Regions from separate parts of the Mus musculus genome. Here regions 1 and 2 are each linked to region 3. Evidence: chromatin contacts called from public promoter capture Hi-C data. All regions are on one chromosome and are shown on one strand. Each heading gives the region's core, a stretch centred on a gene start, on an enhancer-like site or on the middle of the called end of the contact. The rest is flanking DNA. Distances are from core to core; before and after follow the strand shown. Region 1 overlaps Tpm3 (tropomyosin 3, gamma). Region 2 holds the start of S100a9 (S100 calcium binding protein A9 (calgranulin B)). Region 3 holds the start of Slc27a3 (solute carrier family 27 (fatty acid transporter), member 3).

What was found. Promoter capture Hi-C pulls out the DNA fragments that hold promoters and counts their contacts.
Region 1: a contact with region 3 is called in a promoter capture Hi-C map of pre-B cells. The contact joins the enhancer-like site here to the promoter of Slc27a3 in region 3. A contact is called at or near these places in 8 of 39 promoter capture datasets (cranial neural crest, frontonasal cranial neural crest, hippocampal neurons and 4 more), 2 of 484 Hi-C or Micro-C datasets (embryonic stem cells and pancreatic beta cells) and 2 of 9 other capture datasets (adipose tissue and pancreatic islet).
Region 2: a contact with region 3 is called in a promoter capture Hi-C map of the C10 cell line. The contact joins the promoter of S100a9 here to the promoter of Slc27a3 in region 3. A contact is called at or near these places in 3 of 39 promoter capture datasets (the 3T3-L1 cell line, the C10 cell line and the SN4741 cell line), 2 of 484 Hi-C or Micro-C datasets (cerebellum and embryonic stem cells) and 1 of 9 other capture datasets (adipose tissue).

What each region holds. Positions count from the first base shown.
Region 1 is chr3:90,082,322-90,086,610 of GRCm38.p6, reverse strand. Tpm3 (tropomyosin 3, gamma) reads right to left here. Exons shown (of 10, transcript NM_001293748.1): 3 at 32-165. Among named protein-coding and RNA genes, the nearest start is that of Tpm3, 12 kb to the right of the region's middle. Within about 2 kb of position 2,585, at least 126 of the 459 cell types and tissues checked have an H3K27ac peak or open chromatin away from gene starts, as enhancers often do. A contact at or near this core is called in adipose tissue, hippocampal neurons, liver and 1 more, where this site is marked.
Region 2 is chr3:90,694,444-90,698,526 of GRCm38.p6, reverse strand. S100a9 (S100 calcium binding protein A9 (calgranulin B)) reads left to right here and starts at 2,806. Exons shown (of 3, transcript NM_001281852.1): 1 at 2,806-2,859; 2 at 3,230-3,394. The coding sequence starts at 3,242.
Region 3 is chr3:90,387,919-90,391,768 of GRCm38.p6, reverse strand. Slc27a3 (solute carrier family 27 (fatty acid transporter), member 3) reads left to right here and starts at 1,831. Exons shown (of 10, transcript NM_011988.3): 1 at 1,831-2,597; 2 at 2,870-3,079; 3 at 3,283-3,441. The coding sequence starts at 1,979. It overlaps Ints3 (integrator complex subunit 3), which reads left to right. Exons shown (of 30, transcript NM_145540.3): 30 at 1-389.

The DNA.
Region 1 (4,289 bases), core at 1,336-3,835, 310 kb after region 3:
CCGCCGGCCTATTCTTTTGGGATTCACACACCTCTCACTCTCATCAGCAGCCTTCTCTGCTTCCTCCAGCTTCTGCAAAGCAGTGGCAAGGCGCTCCTGCGCACGGTCCAGCTCCTCTTCAACCAGCTGGATCCTGCGGTTCAAGGAGGCCACCTCAGCTTCAGCCTTCAATCAATGGGAAATGGAAAACAAATCAACTTCTGGTGAGAAAACCAACTGTAACAGAAGGCTAGACCTGACTACTATGAAGAAGCCAGTCGTGTAGGTAAGATAGAGCCTGTCTTGCTTTAAATGCTAAAGATCTAACTACATGATTACTAATCAGTTTCCTCCTTCCCTAGCTAAGAACTCCCATTGGTTAAACAGGAAATGTTTTGCTCATGTGAACTAACCTCACGTAGCCCACGCTGGCTTGAACGTGCCATGGAGTACCTCCCAAGTGTTGAGATTACAGGTATGTTCCACAATGTCCAATTTATGCTGTGTGAGGGATAGAACCCAGGGTTTTGTGCATGTCCGACAAGCACTCTAACAAAGGGGTGGTACCCTCAGCCCTGCAGAGCATTCTAAAATTCAGTTCCTTATCCACACAGTATCATTTTTTCTCTTCTGGACTCAATTCAAATCCCAGAACCTATAAGGGCCAACAAAGCCGGGTGTATTGACACACACCTTCAATTGTGGCACGCAGGAGGCAGAGGCAAGTAGGTCTCCCTGAGTCTGAAGCCAGTCTAGTCCTAGTCTACACAGTGAGATCCTGTCTCAAAAAAGCAGCTAGAGGAGACAGACTTCTCCTTCAATGACAGCTACTTCCAGTTTTCAACTCCAGATCCTCCTGAGTGTTGGGACTACAGGCAAATGCCAGGATACCCGGTGTTTAGTATTTCTATCATTTTATATTTCTCTATGTATACCAGTTTAACCTTGTGATCTCCTTCCCCGAACACACCAGGAAGATGACCAACTAATGCCTTCCAGACAGCTCTCCAGACAGGAAAGGGAAAGGACGCAAGATTGGGCTCTCTTGGGCTGCAAAGATGACTCAACAGCTAAAGGTACCAGATGCCAAGGCTGAGGATCTGAGCCCTACTTCTGGGAACCACACGGGGGACAAAGAGAACTAGTCCCCACAAACTGTCCATCTTCCCCCACCCCGCCCCTTCAGTGTGTTCCCTTATAAAAAACAAACAAGAACCCTAGCTTCCACCTAGCGCCACGCCTCTGGCTGGCTGCCTGCCTTTCTATTCTATGCCTCTAACAACCTCCTACTAAGCTTCACTGGACTTCAGTACAATTCCTAATAGTAACTTCCCTGGCTTCATATGCAACAAAGCACACGCTCAAGTCCAAGTAAGTCACCAACATAGCTGGTCTACTGTCAGTCTGGAAGGGGTTCTCACAGATGGGATTATACGTGGCCACAATCTAGCACTCTGAAGACAGGGTAAGTTCAATGCCAACGTGGGCTACCCAAGGAGACCCTGTTTCAAACAAATAAACACCACCCCAAATTTAAGATCTTTGCTACACATGATGACGTTCAAACGCTTCTATCCCGGTGAACTCTGGCTCCCCTCTCCAGCCCAGACTGTGCCTGAATTCCATTACCCTGGTTTCCTCTAACAGTCAAGGGTGGTAGCAGCTGGAGAATCTGGGCCATCAGCCCTACAGGGAGGGATATAACTGGATAAGATCCTGCTAACAGTCAGGATTGGAACAAAAATTTCCACATACAAACACAGGAGAGATTGGGGAAGGAGGCAGGAGACCAGGATAAGGGAAAAAAATTAAACTGAGAAGTCTACATAAATTGAAATTCCTGAGAAACCATTTGTGTTCCTAACTCTACCATTCAGAACACCACAAAGGCAAGCATTCTCTAGTTCTGTCTCTTCTAGGAAAACAGATGTCCTGGAAGACAACACAGATTTATCCTCACAAACTCAACAGGGCCAACCAGTCCAGAGCAAGCCAGGCTATCAGACCAGGGCTGTGATACACTCACAATACCACACAGTACTTACCCCTTACGACGGTTACAACAAAAACATGAAAAATGCAGCCTGAGGGGCTGGAGAGATGGCTCGGCAGTTAACAGCACCAGTTGCTCTTACAGAGAACCCAGGTTTGATTCCCAGCACCCACACAGTGATCCACAACCATCCATAATTCCAGTTTCAGAGGCTCCAAAGCCCTCTTCTGACTTCCATGGGCACCAAACACATACATGGTACACATACATACACCACACAGGCAAAAACACTGATTCACAGAAAAATCAATAAACCTGGGGGTGGGGGGAATTAAAGAGAAAAATGCAGCTGGATCTGCAGGAAGCACATGAAATGTTAAGTCCCTTTCCAGCTCCTAGTTACCCAAACTGGAAAAAGATAACAGGCTCTGGGGGCAGGGTATAGTTCCCATGGCAACAAGCTGGCTCTGGCACTTTCTTCTACCAAACAGCATTTACAACTGAATTCTTCACAAGGGTGGAAAAAGAGGAAGAGAAAACACCTCTTGGTGCACTTGCAAGAGCAAGCCTGTGTTAGAAGAACCAAAGATTAAGGAGTCCCAGCAAAAGCTTCAGCTGATCCAGAGGGTGGTAGGTTTAGGGCAGAAAGTTCTACTTCTTCCCTATAGCTGAGCAGTTCTCTTTACAAGGAAACAAAAGGCTGCAAAAATCAAAATCTGATACTCCCTCCAGAGGAATACGGAAGACAGCTCACACACCGCTCAGGTCAGCAGGCCACACCAGCTCCCGGGGCAGGCTAGCCTGAGTTTGAGAAACACTACACTCTATGGTTTTTTGTTTTGGGGTTTTTTTTTCCCCCATTATTCTAGATTTCACCTAATGCCCAGTAGAGCCTGCCTACCTCCCCACAATTTAGAGGCTACAGTGTGAGGTCTTCCATTCAACAGTAACAGGAGTCTCCATTGTTCAGGAAGCAAAATTCGGTGGTGGAATGCAGCAGCCATTTGGTCACATTAAAAGATGGCTGACGGCAGTCTTGTCTATGACAGAAGTTTTAGTTTAAATGCTACAGTGGGCTGTCCTCCTGTGCAAGCCTGACAACCTGGATTTGATCCCCTGAACCCACAGAATGGTGAAAATGGGACTCCACAAAGTTGCCCTCTGACCTCAACACACGTTATGGCGCGTGTACGACCCACAAACATTACATGCATACTCGATAGTAGTTTTAATGTGAAAAGAGGCCCAAAGCATACCACATCCCTTAATGTAAGGAGCTGCGAGAGCTGGTAGGCAGAGACAGAGCAGGGCCAAGGACAGACGGGAGAAGTCTAAATCTGGCACTCTGCCACACTGGGGTTTCTCGTTTTAGATATAAAAGTCACAGGTGTAATTCAGGATAGACACAGTACTAGAAAAGCCAGGCCCATGCTGAAGAAAGGACTGCTGTGCCCTGTGTTCCCATGCATGCCTCTCCCAGTGAGCTTGTCCTGGGGAAATTCTACCAAGGGGCAGGAAAGCTGGGAATTGAAGTTATCTGCCGTCCCAGAGTCAACAAAGGTGGAGTCTAGCAGAGGCACTCAGAGCAAAGGGTTGTTTGCCTCTCCTGGAGCAGTGTGCTCTGAAATGGGGGGCAGAGGAAGGCAAGCAGCAGCCAAACCAATCCAAGCCTCTAACAAAGAGAGGAACAAACACCCAAATATCCTACCCCTCCTTCGGAGACCAAGAATTTAGGCTCAAAGTTAGAACCTGTGTTCAAAGCCCACTCTTCTTCCCTTGGTGTTATTTCCAATGTTTTAAGGCACAACAAAAGGAAAAATCAAAAATACTATGGGAAACTTGGAGAAATATATGTGTGTGTGTGTGTATAGTTTGATTTTGTTTTTTTCAGAGACAGGGTTTCTCTGTGTAGCCCTGGCTGTCCTGGAACTCACTTGGTAGACCAGGGTGGCCTCGAACTCAGAAATCTGCCTGCCTCTGTCTCCCAAGTGCTGGGATCAAAGGCGTGTGCCACCACTGCCTGGCAGGAGAAATTTTTTTTTTTTTTTTACGCCCGGCGAAATATTTTTTAAAGGGTAAGATGAACCATTCACTTAAAAATGGTTACAGTGAGGCTGGCAGGATGGCTCAGTAGGGAGAGCTGCTCTTGCAGACCTTGGCTCCTGGGACCAGTCCAACATGGTGGGGTGGGAGTTGCATCCACAAGTACTGGCAGTTCCAGCTCAAGGGGGTCAGACACCCATACTTCTGAATAAAATTAGTACTAAGAAGGAAAGATAACAGTGGAAACGCAGGCTTGGCAGTTGAACCCCGGAGG
Region 2 (4,083 bases), core at 1,557-4,056, 310 kb before region 3:
GCCAATAAGTGTATGACAGATATTCAATATCATTAGCCATTTCAGAAATGCAAATCAAAACTCATATTTCCATCTCACTCCAATCACAATAGATATCATCAAGAAAACAAGCAACAGACATAGTGACACATGCATTTAATCCCAGCACTCTGAAGGCAGAGGCAGAGGCAGGTGGGATCCTGTAAACTCAAAGCTACAGAAAAAATCCTGTCTCAAAGAAGAAAAAAGAAGGGAAAAAGGAAGGATGGAAGGAAAAAGAAGGAAAAGAAAAGAAAAGAAAAGAAAAGAAAAGAAAAGAAAAGAAAAGAAAAGAAAAGAAAAGGAAAAGAAAAGAAAGAAAAGAATACTGGCATGAATATGAGAAAAGGGGAACTTGTTAGGAATGTAACTTAATCCAATTACTATGCAAATCAGCGTGGAGATTCTTTATAAAGCTCAACCTTGCTATTCCCGAGTTTATAGCCAAAGGCATAAAAGTCATCATACAATTTACATAACTGCACATCTATGTTTGTTGTGGAACTATTCACTATAGCCAACATATACAAGTCTGGGTGCCCAACAATAGATGAGTGAATAAAGAGAATTGGTATACACGCATAAGAAAGTATGCTGGTGAGGATGTGGAGAAAGAGGAACACTCCTCCATTGCTGGTGGGATTGCAAGCTTGTACAACCACTCTGGAAATCAGTCTGGCGGTTCCTCAGAAAACTGGACATAGTACTAATGATAGATCCAGCAATACCTCTCCTGGGCATATACCCAGAAGATGTTCCAACTGGTAAGAAGGACACATGCTCCACTATGTTCATAGCAGCCTTATTTATAATAGCCAGAAGCTGGAAAGAACCCAGATGCCCCTCAACAGAGGAATGGACACAGAAAATGTGGTACATTTACACAATGGAGTACTACTCAGCTATTAAAAACAATGAATTTATGAAATTCTTGATCAAATGGATGTATCTGGAGGATATCATCCTGAGTGAGGTAACCCAATCACAAAAGTAGTCACTTGATATGCACTCACTGATAAGTGGATATTAGCCCAGAAACCTAGAATACCCAAGATACAACTTCCAAAACACAAGAAAATCAAGAAGGAAGACTAATGCATGGATACTTCATTCCTTCCTAGAATAGGGAATAAAATATCCATGGAAGGAGTTGTAGAGACAAAGTTTGGAGCTAAAATGAGAGGTTGGACCATCCAGAGACTGTTCCACACAGGGGTCCATCCCATAATCAGCCACCAAATCAGGCACAGTGCCTGGCAAATACAAAAGTGGATGCTCACAGTCACCTATTAGATGGAACACAGGACCCCCAATGTAGGAGCTAGAGAAAGTACCCAAGAGCTGAATGGGTCTGCAACCCTATAGGTGGAACAGCAATATGAACTAATCAGTGCCCCCAGAACTCATGTCTCTAGCTGCATATGTAGCAGAAGATGGCCTAGTTGATCATCATCAGGAAGAGAGGCCCCTTGGTCAAGAAAACTTTATATGTCCCAGTACAGAGGAAAGCCAGGGCCAAGAAGTGGGAGTGAGTTTGTAGGGGAACAGGGCGGTGGGAGGGTATAGGGGACGTTTGGGATAGCATTTGAAATGTAAGTGAAGAAAATATCTAATAAAAAAAGTCAAAAGAAAGAAAGAAAGAAAGTATTCAGCCATAAAGAAGAACAAATTGTACCATTTGTAAGAAAACGAATGGACCTAGGGATTATCATGTTAAACATAATAAACTAGACTCACAAGACAAGCACTACATGTTCTCTCTATATGAAAATTAAGGTTAAAAGAAAAAGAAAATGCAAGCAAAGTAAGGGCTGAGGGTGGAACCCTTGATGCCCAGCCCGCTGCCCCTGCCAGGCTACTAAAGAAACATTGCTTTCTGATGCATGTGTAAAGGGTGACTTAATTAACCCCTGCCCCCAGGAAAGGATGTGAAAAAAGACTATCAGAGAGGTACAAGGAGAAAAGAGGAATAGAGAGATGGGATAAGAAAAGAAAATAGAAGGAAATTTTTTATCAAAATATATTATATGAAAGTCATTGTTCTGTTTAGTTGTTATAGGCTAATAACAATCATTTTTTTTAATCAGCTACCTTCTAGGATATAAGTTCCTAGGGGACATAAATGACAACTGGGAATAGGATTTGGAAGAGTGACACTGAGAACCACTGAAGATAGCTCCCCTCTCAGATGCAAGGGGGAGAATGTAGTAGTAAATACCCTTAAAAAGAACTGGGATGTCTGAGTACAGCCCCTGCTAGGTCACATGCTAGCTAAATGATCTTAAGTCCCCTTCTGAACATAACATTCCTCTCCATTGGGAAAGAGCTACCACCTCTGAGGAGCTTCTTAACACTAATTCCATTCAAGAACGCCATGAGGACCCCCTCACCCTTCCTCAAAGGAGCCAGGAAAACACATGAGAAGGCTCAGACCATAAACTCAGGGGATAGAGCCAGAATGAGATGGCCACAATGATTCGCCTGCCACCCTCTGTATATTACAAGTCAGGACAAGGAAATGAAAGGTATCAAAGATGGCAGGTAGGCTGTCTTGCTTAAGATTTGGGCGGGGAGGGGTTAGGGGGAGGTTGGATGGAAGGGAAGTGAGCCAACTAACCAGTTTCCCCCCAAACAAGCTCCAAGCCCAGGGCTGGGAATTTCACAAAACATCAGAGCTGTGTGAACATTTCCTGCCCCACCCCAGCTCCCTGACTGTCAGAGTTACCACACTGCTCACCTGTGAAGCAATCTTCCCCGAGATAACCATGTATCTAACAAGGAGCTGCCTATAAATACTGGGCTTACACTGCTCTTACCAACATCTGTGACTCTTTAGCCTTGGTAAGTAAGCTTCATTTTCCGTGGAGAGGAGTCTCCCTACTAGATCTTTTGTTCCTTCCCTTGGCCAACTTTCCTCCAAGCCTTCCTCTTGAAGCCCTCCTAGGTTGATCTATTCATTTTATATCTTCCTTCACTTTTTCTAAGAATGTTGTGCTATAAAATATTTTTGTTTTTTGCATTCCATCAATAGTCAAAATTCTGTTTTGTGTATATGTGGAGGGAAGCTGTCTCTCCATTATGTAGCACCCTACCTGTTCTTTTTATTTTGTGCTCCCCTCCTTATCTTGCCTAACAGTGGCCAGAGACTAGGTCAGGGAAGCTTGGTATCCCATTCTTTTATTTGTAACTTTTGTTTCCCCTATTTTCAAAGAAGAGCAAGAAGATGGCCAACAAAGCACCTTCTCAGATGGAGCGCAGCATAACCACCATCATCGACACCTTCCATCAATACTCTAGGAAGGAAGGACACCCTGACACCCTGAGCAAGAAGGAATTCAGACAAATGGTGGAAGCACAGTTGGCAACCTTTATGAAGGTGAGGCTTGGCTTGTGAGAGAAGAGGGTGCAATCTGCAGCAGTCTGAGAACAAATTCTAGCACCGGGGGCAGTAGGGCTCTGCCATTAGAGGCACTCAAAGTTAGCCATGAGTCAGGAAATGGTTCAGTTGAACATCTGCAATGTGTGGTGCCCTATTTGGGGCAGAGGGCTGCAGAGATGATCTAGGAACCCATATCCCAGTGTTGGTGACACATAACTTTAAGAACACAAGGGAATTCAATGACCTAAGAGTTGGGAGGATGGTGAGACAGTTCTGTGGATAGTCTGGGAATGAGTGACTATGATTTATAGATAGATAGATGAAGAAGAAGAGGAAGAAGAAGAAGAAGAAGAAGAAGAAGAAGAAGAAGAAGAAGAAGAAGAAGAAGAAGAAGAAGAAGAAGAAGAAGAAGAAGAGAAGGAGGAGGAGGAGGAAGATAGATAAATGATAGATTGATAGATAGATAGATAGATAGATAGATAGATAGATAGATAGATAGATAGATAGATGATAGACAGAGAGACGAATAGATATACCGACAGATAAATAAATAATAAATAGATAGTAGGAGCCAGGCAGTGGTGGCACACACCTTTAATCCCAGCACTTGGGAGGCAGAGGCACGAGGATTTCTGAGTTCGAGGCCAGCCTGGTCTACAGCGTGAGTTCCAGGACAGCTGGGACTA
Region 3 (3,850 bases), core at 582-3,081:
GCAGATGCTGTGTGAGTGGGCATTTCCCCCTGCTTCCTGTCAGTCTGCATTTGTAGTCTGTGGACGGTGGTCATTACACCAGTGTGAAGTGGGCATCTGACCTGGTGTGGGCGGTGCCCATCTGGGCAGATGCCACAGCCTTCAGAAAAGAACCCAATGGCAGCGTGAGAGGCTCTTGCTGCACCTGGGATGCTTGGGTTGGCCCGGCATTGGCACTTCAAGCTGAGCCAGAGCCCAGGGGAGTCCTGGAGGCAAGTTCCTCAGAACTGTCAGATGGCCTGATTTTCTGTGGTTCTGTTTTTGCTTTTTCTTTTGGCAAAGATAATCGAGTTTTAAATTGTTTTTAAGTGATAATGAAACAAGCCAGAACATCTTTTGTGCCTGAGTTGACATCTCTGTTCGTCCTGTGTATATAGGCGCCTCTGTTTAACTTGTACCCCTCTCCCCACTACACAATGTCTCCAGGAGGGACTTGGCTTTGATCTGAGATCCTTCCCACTAGAGTGAGTCAGACATCTAACCTTTCCACTTAGAAGCTGATGCTGGCACCATCTCCCTGCAGGCTGGCTGGCCTTGCCCATTGCTTCTCGGGAACTTCATCTTTAGGAGGTGGGGTGGGGTGGGAAGGGGAGGGGAGGGGTTACTTAGTAGATAAAAAACTTGCCACACACGAATGAGGACCAGAGTTCTATGGTGGCTTGCCTATGATCCCAGAGCTCAGAAGGCAGAGACTGGGTCCCTGGAGTCAGATGGCTGGCTAGCTATCAGTGAGCTCAGGGTTCAGCTGAGAGAGCCTACCTTGACGAATGAGGTGGAGAGTGATCTAGGATTCCTGACTTGTACCTTGGGCCTCCACCCCATGAATACACAAGTGCACTCAAGCGTGCACATAATCCACACACCTAAGACCTCCATATCCTCCAAAGCCAGCATTCGCCCCTCACTTTAGTAAGTGCACTGTTCCCAGGGGTTTAGGCAGGGAAGGGTGCTCTACGTTGAGTTTTGAAGGAGAGAGGATGAAAGCTCAAATGCCAGGGCAGGAGACGCTCTTCCAGTCTGACTGCTTACTGTCCCCATATAGCAGCAGAGGATAGTCCCAGATCATGCTTTCAGCTTCCCTGTCCAGGGACATTCGATGCCTTGCTGAGGAGAGGTAAAGGCTAGGTTTAGTGCACACACTCCATTGATTCAGCCTGGACATTTTCCTCTTCTGAGAATCCATGCTCTTTTAAAGCCACTACTTTTGAAACTCTAAACCACCAAGAGGCCTCTTTTTTCTTCCTCTTCCCATCCCCAGTTTCCACTGCACCGATTAAAACCAGGATGGGAAACATTTGCTGCCTGGTCCCAATTATTGTATCCTTGCCTAAAATGAAGGGCTTCCCTTCACAAGTCTGGCAGATTGGCCTCCACCTTTCCCGTAACTTAATTCTCAGGCTCCCCCACCCATTCCCTGGGGGGTTGCTATTGCTGCTGGTAGCTGGAGGCAGCTGTTTTGCCCAGACTTGCAGACCCGACCTGGCCAGGGGCCAGATTCTTCAGTCGCCTTAGGAAGAGAGCAGTGGTACCATCCCATCATGGGTGACAAAGAACAATCAAAGGATTGAATGGCTCCAGGACCAGGACTATAAGCCAGCCAATAGCTTAGGTGGCCATGAAAATGCACAGCTGTGGGGTTGGAGGGTAGGCACCTCTTTGGACCCGACAGGCTGCTGGCCACCAGCGGTCAAATTCCGGAGCGTGTGCGCCTAGGGCGGGGCCTGGGTTGTGGGGAGGGCCGGGCCGCCCCCGACTCTCGCACTCCTGGCTCCCGCGCCACACCGCAGAAGCTGGGTGGGAAGGGCGGGTGCCAGCGCACGCGCGCCACGTTCCCGGGAAGAAAGGTTGTCCGAGCCGGACCAAAGCTGGCTTAGTGTTTCAGGAAGGACCACCTGGAGTGTGTGTGAGCTGCTGGGACGGACTAGAGGAAAAGGGCACCATGGCGGCCCTCCTGCTGCTGCTGCCCTTACTCTTGCTCCTGCCTCTGCTGCTGAAGCTAGACGTCTGGCCTCAGCTGCGCTGGCTGCCGGCCGACCTGGCCTTCACAGTTCGCGCCCTCCGCTGCAAAAGGGCCCTTCGAGCACGCGCGCTGGCCGCAGCGGCCGCCGACCCCGAAAGCTCTGAGAGCGGGTGCAGTCTGGCCTGGCGTCTCGCGTACCTGGCCCGGGAGCAGCCGACACACACCTTCCTCATCCACGGCGCGCAGCGCTTTAGCTACGCGGAGGCTGAGCGCGAGAGCAACCGGATTGCTCGCGCCTTTCTGCGCGCACGGGGCTGGACCGGGGGCCGCCGAGGCTCGGGCAGGGGCAGCACTGAGGAAGGCGCACGCGTGGCGCCTCCGGCTGGAGATGCGGCTGCTAGAGGGACGACCGCGCCCCCTCTGGCACCCGGGGCGACCGTGGCGCTGCTCCTCCCAGCGGGCCCGGATTTCCTTTGGATTTGGTTCGGACTGGCCAAAGCTGGCCTGCGCACGGCCTTTGTGCCCACCGCTTTACGCCGAGGACCCCTGCTGCACTGCCTCCGCAGCTGCGGTGCGAGTGCGCTCGTGCTGGCCACAGGTAAGGCTGCGAGCCAGAGAGGGCGCGCCTGCTCCCTAGACCCGAGGTGCAGAAGTGAGTGGGAATAAGAAAGAGGCCTGGGTTTGGGGAGGGATGTGCTAGACCCAAAGAATTCTTAAGCCGTCGGATTACAGGTCCCAGGCAAGACGTGGGATCCCCACATTGCCACCCTCACCCTAGAGCATTGCACAAGGACAGAGCAAACCAACCAGGTGATGGAAGGCTTTAGAGTAGCTGGAGAACCTCGAAGCTGGGTTTGCCTACCCTTGTAGAGTTCCTGGAGTCCCTGGAGCCGGACCTGCCGGCCTTGAGAGCCATGGGGCTCCACCTATGGGCGACGGGCCCTGAAACTAATGTAGCTGGAATCAGCAATTTGCTATCGGAAGCAGCAGACCAAGTGGATGAGCCAGTGCCGGGGTACCTCTCTGCCCCCCAGAACATAATGGACACCTGCCTGTACATCTTCACCTCTGGCACTACTGGTGAGGACTGGATACAATACTTCTCAGACACTGAGGCAGAGGGTGGCAAGGTCTGGGGAGAGGACTGGGACGCTTGTCACTTTCAGATCACCCTGGACACCATCCCAGGCACAGCTTCTCTCCTTCCAGTCCCCAAAATACCTATTTTTCCAGGACACAGCTCAGACCCTTTTCCTGACTGTGCCCCTCTTGCCACCCTTCAGGCCTGCCCAAGGCTGCTCGAATCAGTCATCTGAAGGTTCTACAGTGCCAGGGATTCTACCATCTGTGTGGAGTCCACCAGGAGGACGTGATCTACCTCGCACTCCCACTGTACCACATGTCTGGCTCCCTTCTGGGCATTGTGGGCTGCTTGGGCATTGGTTAGTCTCTCTCCTTGGGCATTATTCAGTTTCTCACATATTCCCTCTAGCACAGTGGTTCTCAGCCTTCCTAATACTGCAACCCTATGTCACAGTTCCTCAGGGTGTGGTGACCCCCAAACCACAAATTACTCCGTTGCTGCTTTGTAACTGCAATTTTACTACTGTTATGTAGGCATATGATATGGGAGTCAAGAGAGTTGCAACCCACAGGTTGAGAGCCACTGAGCCACTGCTCTAGCAAGTGCTGAAGTGCTGAATCTATGCCAGCCTTGCCAGGGAGTTGTCCTGAATCCTAGGTAGAGTGAGGCATTCCCTCCTGTACAGTAGGAAATGTCACACAGTTCAGAGCCTCAGGGCGAGCCACTGTGGAGGCTGCATGGTTCAGAGGGAACAAAAGAGAAGGGTT